2 separate regions of the Hordeum vulgare genome follow, and region 2 is linked to region 1. The links are chromatin contacts, called in public Hi-C maps. All regions are on one chromosome and are shown on one strand. Each heading gives the region's core, a stretch centred on a gene start, on an enhancer-like site or on the middle of the called end of the contact. The rest is flanking DNA. Distances are from core to core; before and after follow the strand shown. Region 1 has its middle 9.4 kb from the start of LOC123417085. Region 2 holds the start of LOC123418043 (protein AGENET DOMAIN (AGD)-CONTAINING P1-like).

Region 1 (5,584 bases), core at 1,410-3,909:
CTCTCTATCCGTCTTACGTGAGCCATGTCCGGTGCCGATGATCCAGACTGGGAGGGGATAGGGTTCCCCTCCTCTAGCGGCTCTACATCAACACACTGTGGGAGCCAAAGCTACTCTTTTGATCTTGCCACCGTCCGGTATTCCTCACTTCCCAGGTTGTGTGCTATTGCTTTATGTGCAATTCGGCAACTTTCTATTTCGTGGTTGGTCCAAGGGATTTGGTGGTGCTCTGCTCTAGTTAGCTAGCCGACGGCAAGTCGGGCATGCCTGGTTGCACTCCCATGTCTGCCTTGAGTGACTTTTATCCAGGTTCTGGGAGAATGTTTCCATCTATCGATGGTGTGACGCCTTTCGAGCCAAGCGAGGAGCTAGTGGCCTTCTTCGGTGATGGAACTGGATGGATGGACACGAGAGCCCCAGTTGCCTTGGCAATGGCAAACGTTTCTTCGACGACGTATATTCCTCTCCTTCCAGTCATCTTCAATTTTCTAGTAATTTGTTCGCACAAGAGGACCTTTATAACTTCAAGCAATGTACTTCATGTTTTATCTGTTAGCTTGTTATATGTAAAGGCTTGTTGAGCAGTTGGGAAGGAAGGGGGCGCTAAAACCAAACTTTCTAGTGGCTATGTATCACTATTTATGAAGGTGGAAATGCATTTCGGCTCCTGGGAGCATATGCTCCTGGGACCAAAAAAATGTTTGAAATGAAAAAAATCAAAAGAAAAATTATTGATGTACTTAGTTACATTCAAATGCTACCTGCAAATTTTGAAATAAAAAGGTTAAATATTTTGGTTTGTGTAAAAAAAATTGAACACCAAAAGTTACCTCAAAATGTCACCCTAAATTTGTTTTTTTTTTGTCGACAAAACACTGTTGCTCTTTTATCGTACAAAAATTGACATGCATGTTTACGACACTAATGCAATCATCTAAAAAAATCAGAATTAAAAATATTTACTATTTCTTTAAAGGTTATTGTTCATCCAGGTGCACAAATGCACGCGAGAGCCAAAACGCCTCCCCATTTAAGAGATGCTTTCCAGCTTCTATGTATCTTTGTCATTTTTTATTCTATTATAATCGTTGTAATCCTAAACTGTACTTTCGATTGATTGATGGCTTTGTTAATTTAAAATCATACTCTTCTTAAACCCATCATCATCTAAAACAAAAAGGTACACCATCTTAGGAATCGTTTCCCACCCGCGCGCCGGTCGAACCAACGAGCCGGTCGCCCCTCGCGCGCGCGGGCCCTTGCAACATTTTCCCCACCCGCGCGCTTCTCTGGTCAATGGATGCAGCATTTTCCGTATAAATATGTTGCAACCAACGTTATTTTTGTTGCAAGCGTTTTTTAACTATTTTTTTGGCCCAATAAAAAAACTGCATATACGTTTGGTTGCAACTCCAGTTCGTCGAATTTTTTGTTACAATCGATGTTTTTTTACTTTTGCTATAACCGTGTTAATTTTTGCTACAACCGGCATCATGTTTTGCTGCAACCGTTCACTAAAAAAGTTGCATACACGTCAGGTAAATATTTGTTACAACCGGCATTTGACTTTTGCTACCACGTACCATCAGCTTTTTTTTTTGCTACGATCACGTAAATATTTTTTTGGCTACAAAGTTTGTTTTTTGTTGTAACCGGTGAAAAAAATACAGCATAGCATCGAAATTTTGTTGCATAGGGGAAAAAATATTGCATGTGGATCCAACGGTGCGGACGACACGGGGTTGGTGGATCCTGCGGCTCGCGCGCGGCCGGCCGAAAGTTTGAACCGACGCACCGGCGCAGATCATCCCCCCCCCCACCCCACCGCCACCAACCCCCCCCCCCCCCTGGTGGACCACACATCTGTAAAATATACTCCTGTAAAATAAAAACGGATGGACCACACGTTGGCGCTTGGTATGTCGTTTTTAGACTATAAATTTTACACCGGTTGTGTTATTTACACCTGTAACAGGTCTGTATCCGTTATAGACCACTGCTCGTCGTTTTCCCCACCACCCTCTTGCTCAAGACCTGGATCAAGTTGGCGCCGTGGATCTGGTCAGCGGAGGCAAGTCCCGCGAAGACGGCGAGCGGCTGGCCGGCATCGGGCGGCGCATCGGCGTCGGCGAGCACGTTGCCGCCGCCGATCTGGTCAGCGAAGGCGAGCCCCGCGAAGACGACGAGCAGCTGTCCGGCATCGGGCGACGCGTCGGCGTCGGCGTCGGCGAGGCCGTTGGTGCTGCGGATCTGGTCAGCGGATGCGAGCCCCGCGAAGACGACGAGCAGCTGGCCGGCATCGGGCGGCGCGTCGGCGTCGGCGTCGGCGAGCCCGTTGGCGCTGCGGATCTGGTACGTGGAGGCGAGCCCCGCGAAGACGACGAGCAGCTAGCCGGCATCGGGCGACGCGTCGGCGTCGGCGAGCCAGTTGGCGCCGCGGATCTGGTACGCGGAGGCGGATCCCGTTGGCGCCTGTGCTCCTGGTCACCGCCATCGTCGCGTTGGGCGTGGGCTTGTCCATGGTCCATGCGCGCGCGAGGTGGCGGGAGCTGCTCAATGGGACCTCAACTGCGTGGCGGTGCGTGTGCTGGTGTGGGTGTGTGGCCGCCGCTTGCTAGGCAAGCAGTCGGAGACAGGAGAACCGGCGAGCGGGCATGTGACCCAGAGAGAGCACATGGGGCTGCCTGCCTGCGGGAGACTGACGCGTGATGGCAGGGAAGGGGAGATGGATGGAGACGAATTTGATCGGATTACAAGCGAAAAATATTATCGGTTGTATATTACTAGACACTGGTAATATACAGCTGTAACTATTTACATTTGTAAAATTTCACCGACAAGTCAAACGCGGCCTAACCCGATTTCCTTCCTTAAGCCGTCAACGTCGACGCGGCATTATCCAAAGAGAAGAAAAGGCGACGAGGCACACACAGCCCACGGTTTCCCCCCCAGCGGATGCTGCCATTTGCCACCTGATATTTGTATAGAGCGCCCTTGATCGACGATGTCGAGCTCGGGCTCCCTCCCCATCGGCGATGGATCCAATCGGCGTGCCGCCAGGAACGGCTTCAGCGTCGGACAGCTCCGTGGTTTGACCCGTCGTGGTGACGGTGGGCCAGGCCGCACGTGTTGCTGCCTTCCAGGCCTCGCCAGCCACGTCTCCTCCAGGCCCGCCACATTGATTGCTTGGCGGGGCCTTCGCGTCGGGGGATTCATCTCGGCTCTCTCGCTCCCGTTTCCATCGCCGGGGCGGGCGGGGGCAAGTTTGCTGCCCGCGCCACGCGTGCCCGTCCACCATGTGGCAAAAGGAAAAACCAATGCTCCAATATGCTTTTGAAAGTAGCATTTTTTGAGTATTTTTTAACCACGCCTTTTAAGAGTGTGATTTCATAACGAATTTTTGTAGGCACTTAAATTTTTTGTCAATGCTTGTTAAAAAAATTGTTTAATTCATCCGACTGATCGCCACTTCAGCCACCTCCTTCATCGTACACGTGTGAAGGGAAAGGTCCCACCAGCGTCTTATCTCTTGGCAAAATTTCTTATCCAATCGTCGCGTCCGTCGCATCTTCATCCCTTTCCTCGCATCCCCGCTATCTTCGATGCGTACTCTTTCGCTATATACGCGGAAAGTTGATAACTCCCTAGCCGCCTACATCGCCCAGTCACCTAGCTCCATCGACGATGAGTTTTTCTCTGTTGCAATGTCGATCTGGAGATACTGCAAGACAGTGTCACCGCGACACAGCATATAATGCAGTGGGGGCCGCACAAATGCACTGTTGTCGACGACTCCTGGTGCTGCATTGTAGCGGTCGTCGACGGCTCCTCGGAGTTGCAATGCAGCGCCCGCCGGCAGCTCTGGTGTTGAGATGCGGGGCTGCAATGGAGCGCTCGTCGGAGGCTCCGATGATGCAATGCAGCGGTCCTCGTCGGCTCTCGAAGCTCCGGTACAACACTCGTCGGCGGCTTTAGGGTTGCAATGGAGCGCTCGCGCGGAGGCTCCAATGCTGCGATGCAGGTCATCGTCGTTTCTCGGAGCTCCGATGCAGCACTAGCCAGCAGCTCCGGCCTCCGGGGCTGCAATGGAGCGCTCGGGCGGAGGCTCCAATGCTACAATGGAGGTCGTAGTCGCTTCTCGGAGCTCCGATGCAGCACTCGCCCACGGTACCAAGGTTGCACTGTAATGGAGTGCTCGCCGGCTCCGACGTCAATGTAGCAAGCTCGCGATTGGTGGCCACCCGGTTTTTGAGAGCTGCGCTGGCACCACCACCGTGCTTGTGGTTTTTTGCTTTGCACATCATGTGTGACACATGGGAGAATAAACTAGCAATATTCGCGCTTGCGTGTTGATCAAATCAGATGTCACGCTGTATCAGACCACAACGACAGAAGACCGATTTCTCTGGAAATCAGTCGGTTGATTTGTAGCAGTGACCCAAAAAATCAGATATTATTCAATTTTTTTATTTTACTGTCCACCGAACGCCAGAAAATCGTCTCATTTGGGTCCATTATAATTTGACGACTGCTACGAATCAGGCGGATGATTTCTCCTGAAAATCATCCGCCTAGCCAACCATTCTATCTGGTGTAGTGGATGCCCGATCTGGCGCACCATCAGAGCCGTCGGGTGCTATCCGGATGGCAATATCGACCGCAGTACCTAACAACAACACCACAGTGAGCTCCATTGCAACCCCCGACGGCGAGACAAAGCTGCAATGCATCATCGCCGGCACCGGTGAAGCTCCATTGCAGCACCGGAGCTCCACTGGATCCTCATGACCCCGGCGATGCGCCGACGAAGCTCCATTGCAGCACTATTGACGCTCGCAGCCCCACCGACGCTTCATTGCAACCCCGAGCAACACTTTATTGCAGCCCCACAAGACACGGCGAAGCTCAATTGCATCACCACCGGCGCTCCATTGCATCACCATCACCGCCGATGGAACTTCATTGCAGCGCTATCACCGACGCGTCGGCGTTCCATTGCAGCACGAGAGCGACGAGGTGCTATGACGCAGCACGACGGCGAAGGGAAGCTGCATCGCAGCACGGCGACGGCGGAAAGCTGCATCGCAGCGACGGACTGCCGGCTTACATCAGCATCGGTTGCGTTCACAGCAGCCGGCTGGGCCTGAGGAAGCGGTGGATAGGGCCTAAGGAAACGGTCGTCGCGGTGGTCGCAACAGAGAATGGAGAGGTGGGAAAAGATGGGAATGAGGGAGACCGTGTGGAGGAGAAAGGGGGTGAAGAGATAAGGCCGGCTGGGGCTAAGGAAGGGATGGATGTGGCCTAGGGGCACGTGTCAAACGCTGCGCGCGGTTTATGTCTCGTGATAATCAATCGGTTGATTTTGATGCTTTTCGTTATAATTTGCCATTCTTTGTTATCAGTGCAGCCACTTCTTGCTTTTTATCTATAACGAAATTCACCCCTGCGTATAGCCTGCGAGCATTTTTTTTCCTACGGGGATGCAATTTGTGAGCATGTTAGGATATGCGGTTACATCTTTCATAGATCGCCCTGTAAGAATGGTCCTTCAATTTGCTTCTACTGGCCTCGATGGACATCTAGA
Region 2 (5,977 bases), core at 526-3,025, 350 kb before region 1:
ATGTACTTGGTGTGATGGCTTCATCCTTCGAGAGTAAGTACTCCGGCCTCCCAACTCCGGAAGGAAGAATGAAGGAGGAACAGTTCCAACTGATTATGGAGCGGTTCTCGAAGATATGTATCGATTGGTGCGAGAGATACATGTCACATGCTGCAAAGGAGGTACATGCCAAATTTGTTTCTCAAGCTCTCCCCATTTAAGCCATGGGCATCTTTAAAATGAAAAAAGGATTCTGTGAAAACTATGAGAATCTTATTCGAGACTTTTGGTGGGGGGTGAACATGACCATATGAAAGTGCATTGGATGGCGTGGGAGGATATGATCAAAACGAAGAAGGATGGGGGTCTGAGTTTTACAGATATGCACCTCTTTAACCAAGCGCTGCTAGCAAGGCAAGGGTGGAGAATCATCCAAAATTCCGAGAGCCCTTATGCCCGTGTGGTCAAGTCAAAGTACTTTCCGAGTGGGAACATTCTGGACATCGTTTTCGCTTCGGATGCATCGTTGGCTTGGAGAGGCATTGATTTCGGTCTCGAGTTACTCAAACAAGAGATCATTTGGAGAGTTCGAGAGGGGAGAAAGATAAGTATGGAATGCTGATCTGATTAAGCAAATGTTTTCTGTATATGATGCAGCTGCAATTTGCGACATTAGGCTATTCATAGTGGGGATTATCATATAGTAGTATCATGCATATGATACTATTGTATGATACTACCTTCATAATGCATAGTATCATAGGTGGTCTCATTTATTGACATGCATGACACATAGTAGCAAAGCATTTAACATAATACGGTATCTACACATGTTACTCTAACCCTCTCTCTTTTTTAATTGCGTGTCACATCAGCATATTTGCTAGTGCCAAGTATATGATACTAGATATGATACCCCACCATGGCCAGTGGAACCTAATCTGACAGGCAAAAGTCCCTCAAAAGGTGAATATTACATGTTAGAGAGTAGCCACTAAGAGGGTGCTTGGATCTAAGGGACTAAAACTAGTCTGACTAAAACTAGCCTCTTTAAGAGGCTAAAGTTCCAAGCACCCCTGACTAAAGAGAGGCTAAAACTAGTCTTGAGGCTAAAATCTTTTAGTCAGGGGTACCCCTACTAAAATGTGCATTAATCTTCTCTCTCCTCATTTAACTCCTCATGCAAGTTCCGGATTGGAGGGTTTGGAGGATAATAAATGCTCATTAACTTGATTTTAGTCTCTTTAGTACTTGGATCCAAGCATGTGTGAGACTAGCAAGTTTTAGTCTCATTACTTTTAGTCATGGGACTAAAACGTATCCAAACACCCTCTAAATCCACATGAACGAGAGAGAATAAAATGCATAGAACGCTAAAAAAGATGGCCACGTGCACTATGTGCGAAATGGAAGACGAAACAGAATTCCATGTGGTTATAGCGTGCACCAAAGCTAAAGATCTGCGATGTGAGGTTCCGAAAGCTTGCCAATTGCTCATTTCGTCCGCGCCCGTCCATTTGGGTCGCGATGGATAGAAAAATTGGCCTAACGCGTCGATCTAAACTGACGCGCGTCCGTTTTCGTCCGCTCGCGACCCATTCTAAACGCAAATTTGAACACATCTATTTACAAAAAGAAAACATAACGACTTAAATGGACAAAACGAGGGGGAAGTGGTCAAAGTACCGGAAATGTATGCTTGCCATCTCGACCGTCCATCACGATCGGACGGACGCCAACTCTATTCTCCTTGGCCCAGTATAATCAATACCCACCCATACGGCCTCGTTCTGTTCTGCCCGCCGCCTATTGTGCTCTGCTCTCCCCACTCCCCAGTCCACACTACCCACGCAGCGACTCCGCCACCACCGAAACCCCAATGCGGTCGCCGAGGCTCCGCCGCCAGCCGGCGCCGGCACCTTCGCGGTCACCGGATCCGGCGGAGCCCACGGAGGTCTTCCCCGTAGGCGAGGCGGTGGAGGTGCTGCCGGACGAGGGAGCCTACCGCGGGGCCCACCTCCCCGCCGTCATCGCGCGCTTCGACCCCGACCTCTGCAGCTACGCGGTCGAGTACGACGCCCTCGCCGTCTCAGGGGCCTCCGGCCGCGCGCTCCCGGAGACCGTGCCCGCGTCGCAGGTCCGGCCGCGCCCGCCGCCGGCGGCGTCCTCTCCACCCGCGGAGCACGCCCCCGTGGATGCGCTCCGAGACGGCGCGTGGTGGCTCGGCGTTGCCCTCCTCGGCGGGGACCGGGCGGACGGGAAGGTCGCGGTTTGCTTCCCGGCGACGAGGGAGGAGGCGGAGTTCGACGAGGCCGATGTCAGGGCCCACCTCGAGCGGGTCGCCGGCGAGTGGCGCTCCCCCGAGGACATGGTACGAGTTCCAGCACATCTTGCAAAAAAGTCAGTCTTTTTGTGCCGTTGTATCCCCATTCAAACCGGGGGATCCTCCTTTCTTCCATGGTTAGGGTTAGTAGAAGGACATCTTGCGATGTTCATCGCGGTTTCTGTCGTTGTTGTTGAATGACGTAGCGCATTCATCTCCATGTGATTTCGTGGTAAGGGTTTCCAGGGGGAATCCCATTTTGTTCTCTCGTAGTCTGGTTAGGGTTATGATTTACAAGATGATTTGTAATGCGCTGGAGTTTTCTGCATTAGCATGGGAAATTCGAGATTAGTGTAGTTGCTTCTGCGCTTTTTTTAAGTGTAGTATTGATGGATTGTTGCTGAATGTACTACGTATTTGATGGAGCACACTTTGCTTGTGCCGCACTGTCTGGAAGATTTCGGTTCATCAGATTTATTGAATAAATTCCTCTGGGCTGCCGGGCGGCTTGTGGTCTGTTAGTTAACAAGTGGTGGTTTATAGTTGTCAGAGCAAGCCAGTTGGATTTGTTGAATGTGTTCCAGATTCATACCGAAACAAAGTGAGCCTAGTCGGTGTACATCTGCACTGAGTTGCTGGTCGATATTGCTGCTGTTCCTTCTCCTAACATGTTTTTGTTATAGTAAATATTAATCATACTGAAACAAAGTGAGCCTAGTTGGTGACTTAGTGTACATCTGCAATGAGTTGATGGTCGAGAATGCTGTTACATCTCCTGGCATGTTTCTTTTATTACAGTTCCTGAGCCTCAGTGCAAGTTGACATGACAAGATTGTTATGGAACTACGTTACTGAATCGTTGACAATCTTCCGAATGCTTTATGCTGAATTTTTTTTAGAGGGATTTCTGATTTCTCCTATATATTACATATGTCGGTATTTTATGTTTTTACTTCTAGCTTGCGTCTTAAGTGCATATAATCATCGGCTAGAATAGAACATATGGGATGATTTGGATTCCTTTTCTGATTGCTCTAGAGTTATAGGTATCAACTTCTATATTATGCCCTCAATTGTGTTCGTCATGGTAGTTTTAGATTAGTATTGCTTATTTCTCAACATTTTCTTTACTTGCGTATTTTTATCACCTTCTTTTAATTGTTGGTTGCTGAATAAGAATAACTACTCTTTGCCTACCAGGAGACATCCAAGAGAACGCTGTATGCTAAAGGCACACAAATAGAAGTTGCCAGGTTGGAAGCTGATTCTGTTGTCGCTTGGTTCCCTGCAATTGTTGCAAAGACTATCTGGAAAAATAACCTCTTGGTGGAGTACCCTTACTGGAAGGGTAGTGAACTGTGCAATGAGATTGTCGATATCAAGCACATCAGACCTTGTCCGCCACGTGCATCAGTTATTAGTTTCTGCGTCAATGATGATGTTGAAGGCTTCCAAGATGATGGCTGGTGGCCAGGGAAGATCACTGAGATTCATCCCAAGTTAACGTATACATTTAAGTTAGCAACTTCAGGAAAGAAGGCCCAGTTACACCAGAACAAACTGAGGCTTCGATATGACTGGACTGATAACCAATGGAAGCAAGTTGCACAGGTGTGTACAGAATCTTTCGAGTTACATTTCTTTGAAATGCTTGCACTTTATGTGGATGCTTCCTGCACTGCTTTTATGTGTTTATGTTCTTAGTGATATAATCAATTTGTATGGTGTGAAAAGGTGAGGATTCTTAAAGTTGCTTTCCTTATAGCGAAACCTACTTCTACTTATGAATCAAGCCTATTTACCTCTTTGGATTGGATGATTTCAATCCATAGGATGTTTTCTACAGGGAGCGTTGGGATCATAGGGGTAGGCAACCGAATTCTTATGGATCGCTTTCCTATGCCCCTAATTTCGTAGGACTTTTAGCATGAGGTCATATTTCTTGGATTGTTTCCTTTATGTGCATGTCAACTATGACATACATTCATGACTAGTATCTTGAGAAAATTCTTGTGTTTTTCCTGTGGTCCAACAGCACAATTACTAATCCTTATTTCTATAGTTTTCAATTCCTGTTTTCAGAGAACTTTGCAATTTTTATTGGCACATGAGCTGTGGTTGATACCAATATTTGCTGTATTGGTGCTTAAGAATTTTGTGGTGGTTCGTGATGCTCCTGTACTGGCATTTTCTAACCATAGCATGGGTAATTGCGCAGTTCCCTTTTAGGCTTTAACTATGAAATTTGTGTGCAGGGACTGTGACATTGTTAACAACTCGAGATATTAGATATATTTTCTTCTTCTCAGAATTGTTAACGTGGCTAAATTGTTAGTTATTAGTCCTGCTGCCGTGATATCTGTTTCAGTGACAATATGCAATTCACCCTGTTGCATACTCTTTTTATTGTTTTTTCTCGGTCAAAGGTATGAACATACATCTCTGGCCTCTTTTAGCTGAAGTACCTACCACTTCACCACCCTCTTGCGGATACACAGATATGAATATATTTAAAACTAAATCAGCGAGAATGAAACGTTTGTTTTTTAGGAAGAATTAGCTCCATTACCTGACACGAGGCATCATAGTGTCTGTCCTTAGGAACTAAGGATGACCAAGTTTAGCATCTTACTGTCTCTGTTTGTTGCCTAGGGAATTAGTACTAATCGCCAAAAAAATCAAATATGCTATGAGCCACATCCATGACAATTACATGAGCCAGATTATCACTTGCACAATCAAACTGTTTGAGTTTACAACTTGAGAGGAAATTCATGGAACAGCTGGACTCTAGAGTTCTCTATTCCGGTAATATCAGCGCTCTCTCATCCAGTAGATCAAATTTATCAAAAGAATCTGTGGGCAGTTCCTAAGTTTGGTGAAACTAGAACAAATCCTTGTTATCAGTTGAGTTCTGAAAGTGTAAAATGAGATGCAAGCTCACATCAATGATGATGATTACTTATTCCTGTGTACTTTATGTTTAAAGCAATTTAAACTGCCAGCTTTTCTAACAAGCGTCGCCTTTTTACGGCCATCTTCTAGAATCTGTCAGGAACAAATTTCACAGGAGGTGACAGGGTTGAAGTGAGCAGTGACGAGGAAGGTTTCCATGGAGCATGGTTCGAGGGGACGGTTGTCAAATCCGTCGGACACAAATTCCTTGTGGAGTACGACGCGCTGAAGGACGACGACGAGACCACGCCTCTGAAAGAAACCATAGGGGAGGAGCACATCAGGCCCTCCCCTCCGGCTATCCCTGTCACCAATGGTTTCAAGGTCCTTGATGAGATCGACGCCTACACCAACGATGGGTGGTGGGTCGGTGTGATATCCGAGGTCCTCAGCGACCAGAAGTACAAGGTTTACTTCAAGGCTTACAAGGAGCAGAATGAGTTTGAGCTCGAGCAGCTGAGGCGTCACTGCGATTGGGTGGGGGGAAGGTGGATGCAGGCTTCCCCGGTAACCTCTACCGCCTATCTGTTTTCTCGGCATCTAAGTTGATAGCTGATGATGAAACTAGCACTAGTGATGATGATTTACTGATAGCTGCTGGTATCCTTGGATAGCTACCCATGTTTGTGCCGTCTTTACATTCAGTTATTATTATTATTACCATCTGTTTCTTTGCTACTATCGGTCAATCACATGTGTTTGTCCAAACTCAGTTTTTCA

What was found. A called contact is a pair of places that touch in the nucleus more often than the background predicts.
Region 2: a contact with region 1 is called in a Hi-C map of leaf, with 2.4 times the contacts expected there. The contact joins the promoter of LOC123418043 here to the enhancer-like site in region 1. A contact is called at or near these places in 2 of 6 Hi-C or Micro-C datasets (both in leaf).

The regions. Positions count from the first base shown.
Region 1 is chr1H:49,651,481-49,657,064 of MorexV3_pseudomolecules_assembly, reverse strand. No RefSeq gene overlaps it. Among protein-coding and RNA genes, the nearest start is that of LOC123417085, 9.4 kb to the right of the region's middle. Within about 2 kb of position 2,659, at least 3 of the 3 cell types and tissues checked have open chromatin away from gene starts, as enhancers often do. A contact at or near this core is called in leaf, where this site is marked.
Region 2 is chr1H:50,003,318-50,009,294 of MorexV3_pseudomolecules_assembly, reverse strand. It overlaps LOC123418043 (protein AGENET DOMAIN (AGD)-CONTAINING P1-like), which reads left to right and starts at 1,775. Exons shown (of 4, transcript XM_045106944.1): 1 at 1,775-2,350; 2 at 3,503-3,913; 3 at 5,348-5,764. The coding sequence starts at 1,859.